2 separate regions of the Ovis aries genome follow, and region 2 is linked to region 1. The links are chromatin contacts, called in public Hi-C maps. All regions are on one chromosome and are shown on one strand. The core of a region is the stretch at or near the end of the contact, and the rest is flanking DNA. Distances in the headings are between cores, read along the strand shown.

Region 1 (5,073 bases), core at 1,398-3,897:
TAGAGGACGAGATGATTAAATAGCATCACTGACTCAATGGACAAGAATTTGAGCAAACCCTGGGAGACCGTGAAGGACAGAGAAGCCTGGTGTGCTGCGGTCCACGGGGTCGCAAAGAGTCAGACACACAACTTAGTGACTGAACAACAACAAAAATACAAAACGCTCCCAGGCAGATGTGGGAAGAAGAGAAGCAAAGACAAATGAGAAAGCACAGTCACAAAGTTAAGATAATGACCACGATGGCATCAAGAAGGCCAACCAAGAGGAGGTTCACAACAGCAAGAAAGCGTGGCTCACCATGCCAAATACTTATGATCAAAGGAAATGAGAAAGCAGCAGCCACTGTGTCTATCCATTAAGGGACCATCATGAGGATGGATTCAGTATGAATAAAGACATTTGAAGCACAACCCCTGACACATCCAGGCTTTCAGTGAACTTATACTAAGAGAAAATGGGATCTCACTTTTTCTGTAACTCCAAAAAAGCAATTCCTTATTCAAACCAACATTCTCTGTCCACCTTGGAAGGTCATCATTTTCCATTAAGCAGAAAGTCACAGGAGGGAAAAGAAGAGAGTGGACACTCAACTCATGTGATGTCCCAGTCCACTAACTCTCAGAAACAGTAATTTTCCTATAGACTTGTTAGATTTGCGTGACAAAAAGCTCCTGGTGTATTAGGCTTCAGATCAGCAACAGAATAAACATTTAGCAAAAATTTCAGCTGAATCATGTGCAACTTGTTTAAAATTTTTTAAAGAGGATGCTTAAAACATGCTGTCTTCCAAAAATCCAGGGATAATTTTAGATAGAAAAATCTAGGCTTGCCAAGGGAATCTGAGAACTTTTCTATCTTGGTCTCCAATGCTAACCTACGTATTCGTGTGCAAAAATAGAGGAAGATTAGAATCTCAAATGCCAGACGGAAAAGTTGCCACAACAAACCTGAACTCTTCATATGGAGTTTGTTATCTTGTCAGCAAGAAAGCAAATGAAACTGTAGTAACTAAACTTTCTATCTCAAAAAACAAAATTTTTTTTTAAAATTCAAACATTAAATACTCCCTGGACTTGTAAAGAAAAATAATTTTTACAAAAGATACTGTGAATGGAATTTTGAAAAAGCATACACAAAATCTAAATATCAAACCTGTAAGGAGTCTCTTACAAACACATACTTAGAAGTTTCGGTGTAAAACATGATAAAATGGCAATCATAGCTTATTCAATAAAATTGGGAAGGTATTTGGAAAATTTTTCATATCTTAAACCAAAACTCTATTTTAAGTAAATTAAATAGCTAAAAGAAAAACAAAAACTATGAAAAGAGAAGCAAAGATGGATGTATGTTATAAATACTGGAATGAAGAATAATTTTGGAAGCGTCAACAAAAGAAAAATAATACTACGCATTTTTAAAATGAATGTTACCTTTGACCTCATTTGTTAATGTATACTAAAAGAACCATCAGACAAATCCCTGTGGCAGAATCATCTCTCCCATGACGAACTGGAAGCAACCTACATGTTCATTAGTAGGACTTGGTTAAAGTGTGATATACAATTTATTTATTTATTTATTATGAAGGTATAATATGAAGGTATATTATGAAGTCCATAAAAGTGATAATACATGTATTTATTGGTATCACCAAAATGTTAGCAATGGCTATCACTGAGTGGTAGATTGCAGGATGATTGTCACTTTAAAAAGTACTGTCACAACACTTTGTGTTGTCTTGAGCGAGAAGAAACGAGAATGAACTGCTTTTATAATGGGAGTGAGGGGCGGAAACAAGCTATTTTCAAATTAGGGCCTCTCCCCCCAAAGCTAAGTATTCCATCTGGCAAAATTTGTGAGGAGAATAAACAAAATTCTTATCATGCCAACCAGGCAAGGTTCTTTCCTCGCACCGAGCAGAAGAGGAAGACACACCCCTGACCCTACGCTCGCGTCTCGGGCTTGGGTCCTTCATCCTCAGCCCCGGCCCTCTCGGGGTCCCCGCGCAACCTCCCTGGGCCCGACTGCGCCAACGGGCTCAGCGGGGCCGGAAAATCGTGTTCCTCGGGGCCCGGCCCGGCCCGGCCCCGACGGGGAAGGTGAGCTCAGCCGACCGGCAGCCGCGGGGCGGCGTGAGGGCCGCGTCCCTAGGCAGTCCCCGCGGACCCCGAGACCCATAGGCCGAGGTCCCTCCGCGGACTCCTCCGAGGGGTTTCCGGGAGCGGGTCCCAGGGCCAGCTCGACCTCCCCGGCCCCGGTGGCCCAAGGGAGCGCCCCCGGCCCCTCATGTCCCGTATCCGCGGGGTCCCTGCCGCGCACCCAGTCCCAAGCACGAGCCGCGAGGCCTCTCCGGGCTTCCGTCCGCCCGGCCAGCTCCCCCTGAGCCCGGCGTCCTCCACAGCGGACAGGCAAGGGGCGGGAGCCGACGGCCCTGAGCCCTGAGGCCCCGAGCGGGAGCGACGCCCAGCGAGCTCGTCCAGTCGCCAGCCCCGGCAGCGGCCCACCGCCCTCCCGCCCCGCGGTGGGTGAGCCCGCCCGCCCGCCAGCCAGAGCCAGGCAGCGGCTGCTCGTGCCCGCTCCTCACCTGCGACGCGCCCCGGCCCCCTTCGCACCGCCAGGACCGGCTGTGTACACCGGAAGTGACGTATCCGGGCCGGCCCCGCCCCCGCCCCGGGCTGACGCCGGGTGGCTGAGGACCCAGCGGCTGGGAGCCGACCCCGCCTCGCAACGCGCTACGCGAGCGGGGGACGCGGGCGGCCCTGCACCTCCGTCCCGACCTCCGAGTGGGAGAGCCAGGGTGCGCTGGAGGACCGGCGGCCAGAGCCACCCAGTTTCTCTACTGTGACTTGGCCTCCGGGCGGGAGGGGTCAGCTGCGTCCACACAGATTTATTGTTAAAATTAATTACTGAGAAATTGAGCGCGTATTAGCTGCCTGGTCTTGGTAGGCGCTGTAGGAACTGGATAGTGCCCTCTCCCTCATACGTTTATTCTCCAGCGATGGAAACATAATAATTGTTATAAATGCGCTTGATGATACAGTGCCAACTGAGACAAGTGCTAGGAGGGGAAAGTTGATGGGGGAGGGAGAGAATCCCCAGACCTAGTGAAGGAGAGTGACCTGAGGATTCTTCCCTCAGGATAAGAGCAGGAGTTAAGGTCCTAAGGTGGGAAGGGTTGAAGAAGCAGGGAGGAAAGGATATTATTGCAGAAGTAACGGCAGATGTTTTCAGTGGCTTTGTGTTCAAGAAACTAACGTGATGAGAAAATTTTACTTGATTTGACCATACTTGTGGGTTTAAAAGGATTGCTTGGGCTATATTGTGGAGAAGGACTAGAGAGGAGAGACAAGAGTGGACATAGATTCGTATGCCCATGTTAATAGCAACATTATTCATAAAAGTCAAAAAGGTGGAAGCAACCCGGTGTCCATCAATGCATGAACTGGATAAACAAAATGAGGTATATCCATTCAGTGGACTATTATTTAGCCTTAAAAAGGAAGGGAATTCTGACACATACTACAAAAGGATAAACTGAAGACATTATGCTAAGTGAAAGAAGCCAATCACAAAAAGACAAGTATTCTATAATTCCAATTAAATGAGGTACCTAGAATAGTCAAGTTCATAGAGACAGAGACTAGAATGGTAGTTGACAGGGACTGGGAGGAGGGGAGCATTCGAGCATTCAGAGTTTGTAATTAATGGGTACAGAGAGGGACTTCCCTAAATGATCCAGTTAGGGTTGACTCCATGCTTCCAATGCAGGGGGTGCGGTTTCATTCCCTATTTGGGTAACAAGATCCCACATGCTGCATGGTGCAGCCAATAAATAAATAAATAGATACAGAATTGTGGGTTGGGAAGATGAGAAAGTTCTGCAGATGGATGTGATGGTGATTGCACAACAGTGTGAATGTACTTAATGCCGCAAAGCAGCCACTTAAACGTGATTAAAATGGTGCGTTTTATGTATATTTTACCAAGCTAGTTGGATGGATCGGAGAAGGCAATGGCACCCCACTCCAGTACTCTTGCCTGGAAAAATCCCATGGACGGAGGAGCCTGGTAGGCTGCAGTCCATGGGGTCGCTAAGAGTCTGACACGACTGAGCAACTTCACTTTCACTTTTCATTTTCATGCATTGGAGAAGGAAATGGGAACCCACTCCAGTGTTCTTGTCTGGAGAATCCCAGGGACGGGGGAGCCTGGTGGGCTGCCGTCTATGGGGTCGCACAGAGTCGGACACAACTGAAGTGACTTAGCAGCAGCAGCAGTTGGATGGATGTGGAGATCAGTAAGGAGTCTATTTCCTTTTTTTTGTTTGCAAAAGGTGATCCTCGTTTAGACCAGGACCTGCACATTTTTTTTGTTCTTGAAAACATTTGAATATCGTGCAGGTTTATTTACTTACAACTTATATAGATGTAATACACTACTAATATGCTGCTTATGTTATGAAAAGTTTTGAAAGATAAGTCTTAAGTCCTAATATTTTCTTCCTTTACTCCAATAGATCACCTTCTTACATTAGTGAGTGCATGACTCTCACTTTGAAAGTCATTCACATACTATGGGAGTGCCAACGGGGAATAAAGTCAGTGGTGAACTAGACATGGAGGATCAGAAAGAGGAGGGAATCCTAAAGCTCTTCTGGGTCTCTGGGATAAGCCACTGGAGTGGTGACACTCAGTGCAGGGAAGCTCCTGAAGACCACATTTGAAAGTGAGGAAGAGAGGTAAAAGGTCATGAGTGCCCTTGTGAACATGATTTCATGTGGAAGAGGACACACCAAGTAGGCAATTGAGGTGGAACTCTGGAGCTTAGGTGAGAGCTGGAGATGTCAGTGGGGCTTAGGGGGCTAATGCAGCTAAAGGTGAGTGTAGTTTGAGAAAATATATTTATCTATGGCTGTGCTGGGCCTTCATCACTGCATGTAGCTTTCTCTTGTGGTGGTGAGCTGGGGCCACTCTAGTTGTGATGTATGGGTTTCTCATTGTGGTGGCTTCTCTTGCAAAGTGCAGGCTCTAGGATGCGTGGGCTTTAGTAGCTGTGAACCACGGGCTA
Region 2 (5,073 bases), core at 1,058-3,557, 67 kb before region 1:
CACTTTCACTTTCACCGTGTCTAACACAGGGCCATGAAAACTACAGTAGGATTCTGGCATGAGGATTTTTGAGTGAAACCCTCTGACTGCAACGCAGGAGATCAAAGCACGCCTAGTCTAGCATGGGAGATGCATTTGGCAGAGGTCGGCTGTGTCCCTGGATGACAGGGGAGCCTGGCAGATCCAGCAGAGGGTCAACAGACTAATCCACACAGCAGAGAGGGGTGAGTGGGCAGGACCCAGGGACACAAGGCAGCCCGGCTTGTCTTTGAAGGTAATTCACAGACAGTGCCAAGAACAGAGGGCTGTTACTTCCAAAGTTTTCTGCACATTTTTTTCCAGTACTGAAAGAAAGTCCTAGAGATGGAAAGGGCATGGGGTGGGGAGCTGGGCAGGTGATGGCTGCAGTGACCCTGGTTAGGTCACCTTGCTGTTCTGGGCCTCTGTGTGCTCAGGAATGAAGACATGCAGAGGGCCTGTGGCTAAATGTTCAAGGTCTCTACCAGTTCTAAAGTTTATTCACAAATAGATAATCTTGCAACTGTCAGCACTTTCAGATATAAATAAATTTAATGCAAGATATAAGTAAATTTTCTAAACACCTTTCTGCTCTGAGTTCATAGGGAGAATGTGAGCTTGGTTAAAATCCTTTTGATGGACTTAACTCTGAAATGATACAACAAATGAAGGCAAAAGTGTTCACAAACTGGGGAGTCTGGGTAAATAAAGGGCGATTCTCTGTTCTATTCCTGCAACTTTTCTGTAAGCTTGAAATTATTCCCAAATAACAAGTTGACCCAAAGTTCCCCTTCTTGCCTTATTTACTCACATACTATGAGTGACATGAGCTCACATGACCCTGTAAGTGGTCACACTGCTCCTCGGCAGGGACACCCACCTCCCTGCCCTCCAGCGGGTGAGGTCCAGCACCGCAGTGTAGAGCACATCCACCAGGCCCAGCGTCTTCTCGGGATCTAGGCTTCTCTGCAGCAGGGACATGGTAGCCGGGTCTTCTTTCAGGCACCTAGGCACCAATCGGAAAAGGCAATGGCACCCCACTCCAGTACTCTTGCCTGGAAAATCCCATGGACGGAGGAGCCTGGAAGGCTGCAGTCCATGGGGTCGCTAGGAGTCGGACAGGACTGAGCAGCTTCACTTTCACTTTTCACTTTCACGCATTGGAGAAGGAAATGGTAACCCACTCCAGTATTCTTGCCTGGAGAATCCCAGGGACGGGAGAGCCTGATGGGCTGCCGTCTATGGGGTCGCACAGAGACGGACACGACTGAAGCGACTTAGCAGCAGCAGCAGCAGCAGCAGCAGCAGGCACCAATCAAGTTGCGTGAGTCTAGGCTGCTCTTCTCCACAACAGGGTTCCAATTTTCAAGCAGGCCTTATACAAAAGGCCACAACTTTTGGCACCAAAGAAATATTTAGTAATCATAAGAATATTTAGAGGTTGACAGGGCTAACACTGGGGCTTGCTGCTCCACAATAGGAAGGGGAAGCAGTACAACAGGGCCTTGGCGTCTCCACAGATTTCTAACTGTCTAGAATCTGTTTAGTAGGAAGAGAAGAGTTCGGTGCAGGGGCTGCCTTCCAGGTGTCCTAACGCCCCTTCACTGTCCTACACCAGCTTCAGCCCTGACTTTCCTCCACACAGCAAGAGAGTGAGCCTCCTCTAGCACAAATCAGAACACACCACTCCCCTGTGCAAAACCCTCCAGTGGCATCCTATTGTGGCTGAAATAAAATTCAAACCCCTCACCACAGCGCTCAAGACTCTGTGACCCGGACCTCCTGCCTCTCTGGACACAATCCTCTTCACTGTCACCTCTTTATGGTGTCCCAACCACTAGGCTTCTCATACGCCCTGAATATGTTGGATCTGCTCACATCTCAGGATCTCTGATGCTGTTGCCTTTGCCTGAGCTGCTCCCCTTTGAGAGCTGCTTTCCCGCTGGCATTCAGGTCCCCACTGCCCACCTGGGACACCTCCATCAACAGGCCTTTTCTGAGAGGGAGAACCAGGAAGATGCCATCTGTTACTGAGTGCTATGGGAGCTAAATGATGCAAATCACACTTGCCGAAGCCACCCTAAGGAGGTGGCAGCATCCCCCAGTGTGACTTTGGCTTGAGAAGAAATATATGTGAGGGTGTGAGCTGGCCAGTCTCAGAAACCCCAGAGAAAGCAAGCAACAAGGCAAGCTCTGCCAGCACCCGACGAGGCCCTGGGCTCCTAGGAGAGAATCCTGGCCAGTGGATCTGGCTGAGGTCCATGCACCTGATTCTCTCAGCCTGGAATCACTGATCTCCAAGACATACTTGCTCTATGTTCTCAAGCCAACTTCTGCTTGTGATCTGGCTGGTCACATGTCCGCCCACTAAGTGAGCATTTTCTGGTCATGCAGAAAGTACTACGGTTTCTGGTAATACTAATTATTTCTTTCTAAAAATCAACAGAATGGTATTTTTATGTTATTCATCAGTCTTGAGAACTGATCAGTAAAATCCCCTGAAGAAACTAAACCTATTCTTTTTGACAAACTACCCTGATTGGCTTAAAACCTTCTACCTGTTCTTAGATAAAACTCTAGTCCCCCAGGGACCCTGCAAGTCCTGGCTTCCACTCCTGTCTTCACCGCCACCCAGCATACCTCCAGTCACACCAGCACACTCCTCAGGTCTCTGCATTTGCTGTTCCTTCTGCCTGCGATGCTTTCCCCATCTGCTCTCTGCGTGGCAGGCTCCTCTCAAATGTCACATCCTTAAAGAGACCCTTCATGACTGACCTCCTCATCCAAAATAGCTTTCTCTTGCCATCTCTACCTGTTATTCTCTAACAGATGATGTCACTCTACTCTTATTCCCCTCATACGCTTGCCAGTGCCTGAACTTAACTCCTATGCTTATTAGCAGTCCCCTCCCCAACCCCCACGCCATTACAAGGCCAGCTCTGTTAAGGGCAGGGACCCTGTCTGTCTTGCTTCTGATTCAATTCCCAGAGCCCAAACAGTGTCTGTCACATATTAGGTACTCAGTAAATATTTGATGAAAGAAAGAATGGGTAACAGCTTAAATATGACAGTTTAAAAATCTAAGTAAGATACTACTTTCGGGGGGAAAAAAAGAATTTAGATATTTCATTATGCTAAAAGCAAAGTAAATAATAAATTCTTGACTAGTTTTGCTAATAATTTCACTTTCTCTAAGTTGGAGTAAAGCAATTACTTCTTTTTGAGTTCTTCTTAACAAGCACATATTCTGTAAATTGACACAAAAACATGAAAACTGTGCCATTTTTACCAAAAGTAGCCAGCAGAGGGAGCCTCTGTAGTCTGTGACGTCTTTCAAGGATGGGCAATGAATTACAAAGGAAATCAATCAAAAAGGGAGAGTTCTGGAAGTAAACTGCATTGTTAACCATTTTAGTACTAGCTGTTTATATTTACCCAATTATCCAAGAGTTGGAAATGTTTTCTTTAAAATGAGAATCCTAGTTAAGTTTAGTATTTTTCAGTAAGAACCTGAATTAGAAAACAATTTCAGGAACACAAAACTCTTACAAAAACGTGAGCTTTTAATTTACTGCTTGGGGAATTCCTTGCCAGTTCAGTGGTTAGGACTCCACACTCTCACTACTGCAGGCCCTAGTTCAATCCCTGATTAGGGAACTACGATCCTGCAAGCTGAGTCCATAAAAAAAAATCTACTGTTTGATAGGAATGAAGACATGAATATAAATTAACTAATAATCAAATTTAGAAATTTATGGAGAAACTCACAGAAGGGAGATTCTGGGACATGACGTGAATCACCAACCCTTCAGATGGTAAAGCATCTGTCTGCAATGCAGGAAACCGGGTTCAATCCCTGGGTCAGGAAGAGCCCCTGGAGAAGGGAATGGCAACCCACTCCAATATTCTTGCCTGAAAAATTCTATGGACAGAGGAGCCTGCTGGGCTACAGTCCATGGGGTCACAGTCGGAAATGACTGAGTGACTTAACACTTTTGCTTTCACACTTGATATATTAACAAATTCTAAAACTTCAAGCAGAATCTCCACTGGACCCCCTTCGCATTTCAAGAAGAAATGGTTTAAATACAATTCAAATGCATTACCCAAGTACCACGTTAGTCCACACGGGCCCAAATAGTGTCAATATTCCTTACTATCTCTTCCTACCTAATTACTTCAAATATTTTCTATATAGTTAAATATTCATTCTGCCCATGATTTTAATAGCAAAATTCTTCCAATATATGTTTAATTTTTCCTATTTACTAATGAAACTGTGCTGAATCTGTAGGCACATCACAAGGATAAATCCCTAGACGTGGAACTGCTGAGGTCACAGCCCTTATTTTAGGCTTCTGACAAATGAAACTGCCCTCCAGAAAGGCTGTGTGATTTATTCAACAACATCTGTGCCAGTTTTTGTACAGTCTGGACCAAACCTAATACTGTTATTCTAAAACAATTTAATAACATGATGGGCAAAATGACATTGTGTTTTCTGCTTTGCCTTCCTTTCTTTGTTAGGTGAGGTTATACATGTTCTTCATCTCTTCGTTGACCATGTCGCCTCTGATTTACCTGTCTACATGCTTTGCCCATTTCTTACTGATTTGTAGGGGCTTTTGTTTGAATAAATTAAGAATACTTCATTAGTTTATAAATGTAAGCAAATAATTAAAAATGAAATAGCTCAGTCTGCCTCCAGATTTTCAGTGACACTGGGCGTGTGATGACATGACCTCTAGGTCAGCAGGGTTGTTGCTGGAACAAAGGAGAAGAAATTCTATGTTTTATACTCAGCTTCAGAGAAATGCTGGGTGACTTAAAGAAAATGATATACTCTGTTCAAAAGCTGTGGACTCAGTAACAAATTTGTCACAAGCAATGCAATCTTTCCAAAGATGTGCAAACATCAACCAAAGCTTAGGCCTGCGTTAGCATAAGAGTCATGTTACCATGTGGATGGGACTTGAACCACAATTCTGGAGCCTTCTAAACTGATCTGGGGGGCATAGGCTTCTTTATTTTCGATCTGTGCTGTGTCAACTACCA

The links. A called contact is a pair of places that touch in the nucleus more often than the background predicts.
Region 2: a Hi-C map of muscle shows a contact between it and region 1, with 4 times the contacts expected there. The contact joins the enhancer-like site here to the promoter of GARRE1 in region 1. A contact is called at or near these places in 5 of 16 Hi-C or Micro-C datasets (blood, hypothalamus, muscle and 1 more).

Annotation. Positions count from the first base shown.
Region 1 is chr14:44,176,519-44,181,591 of ARS-UI_Ramb_v3.0, reverse strand. It overlaps GARRE1 (granule associated Rac and RHOG effector 1), which reads right to left and starts at 2,647. Exons shown (of 15, transcript XM_060398484.1): 1 at 2,591-2,647.
Region 2 is chr14:44,242,890-44,247,962 of ARS-UI_Ramb_v3.0, reverse strand. GARRE1 (granule associated Rac and RHOG effector 1) reads right to left here. Exons shown (of 15, transcript XM_060398484.1): 9 at 4,977-5,073; 10 at 899-1,024. Among named protein-coding and RNA genes, the nearest start is that of GPI, 22 kb to the left of the region's middle. Within about 2 kb of position 2,307, at least 3 of the 54 cell types and tissues checked have an H3K27ac peak or open chromatin away from gene starts, as enhancers often do. A contact at or near this core is called in muscle, where this site is marked.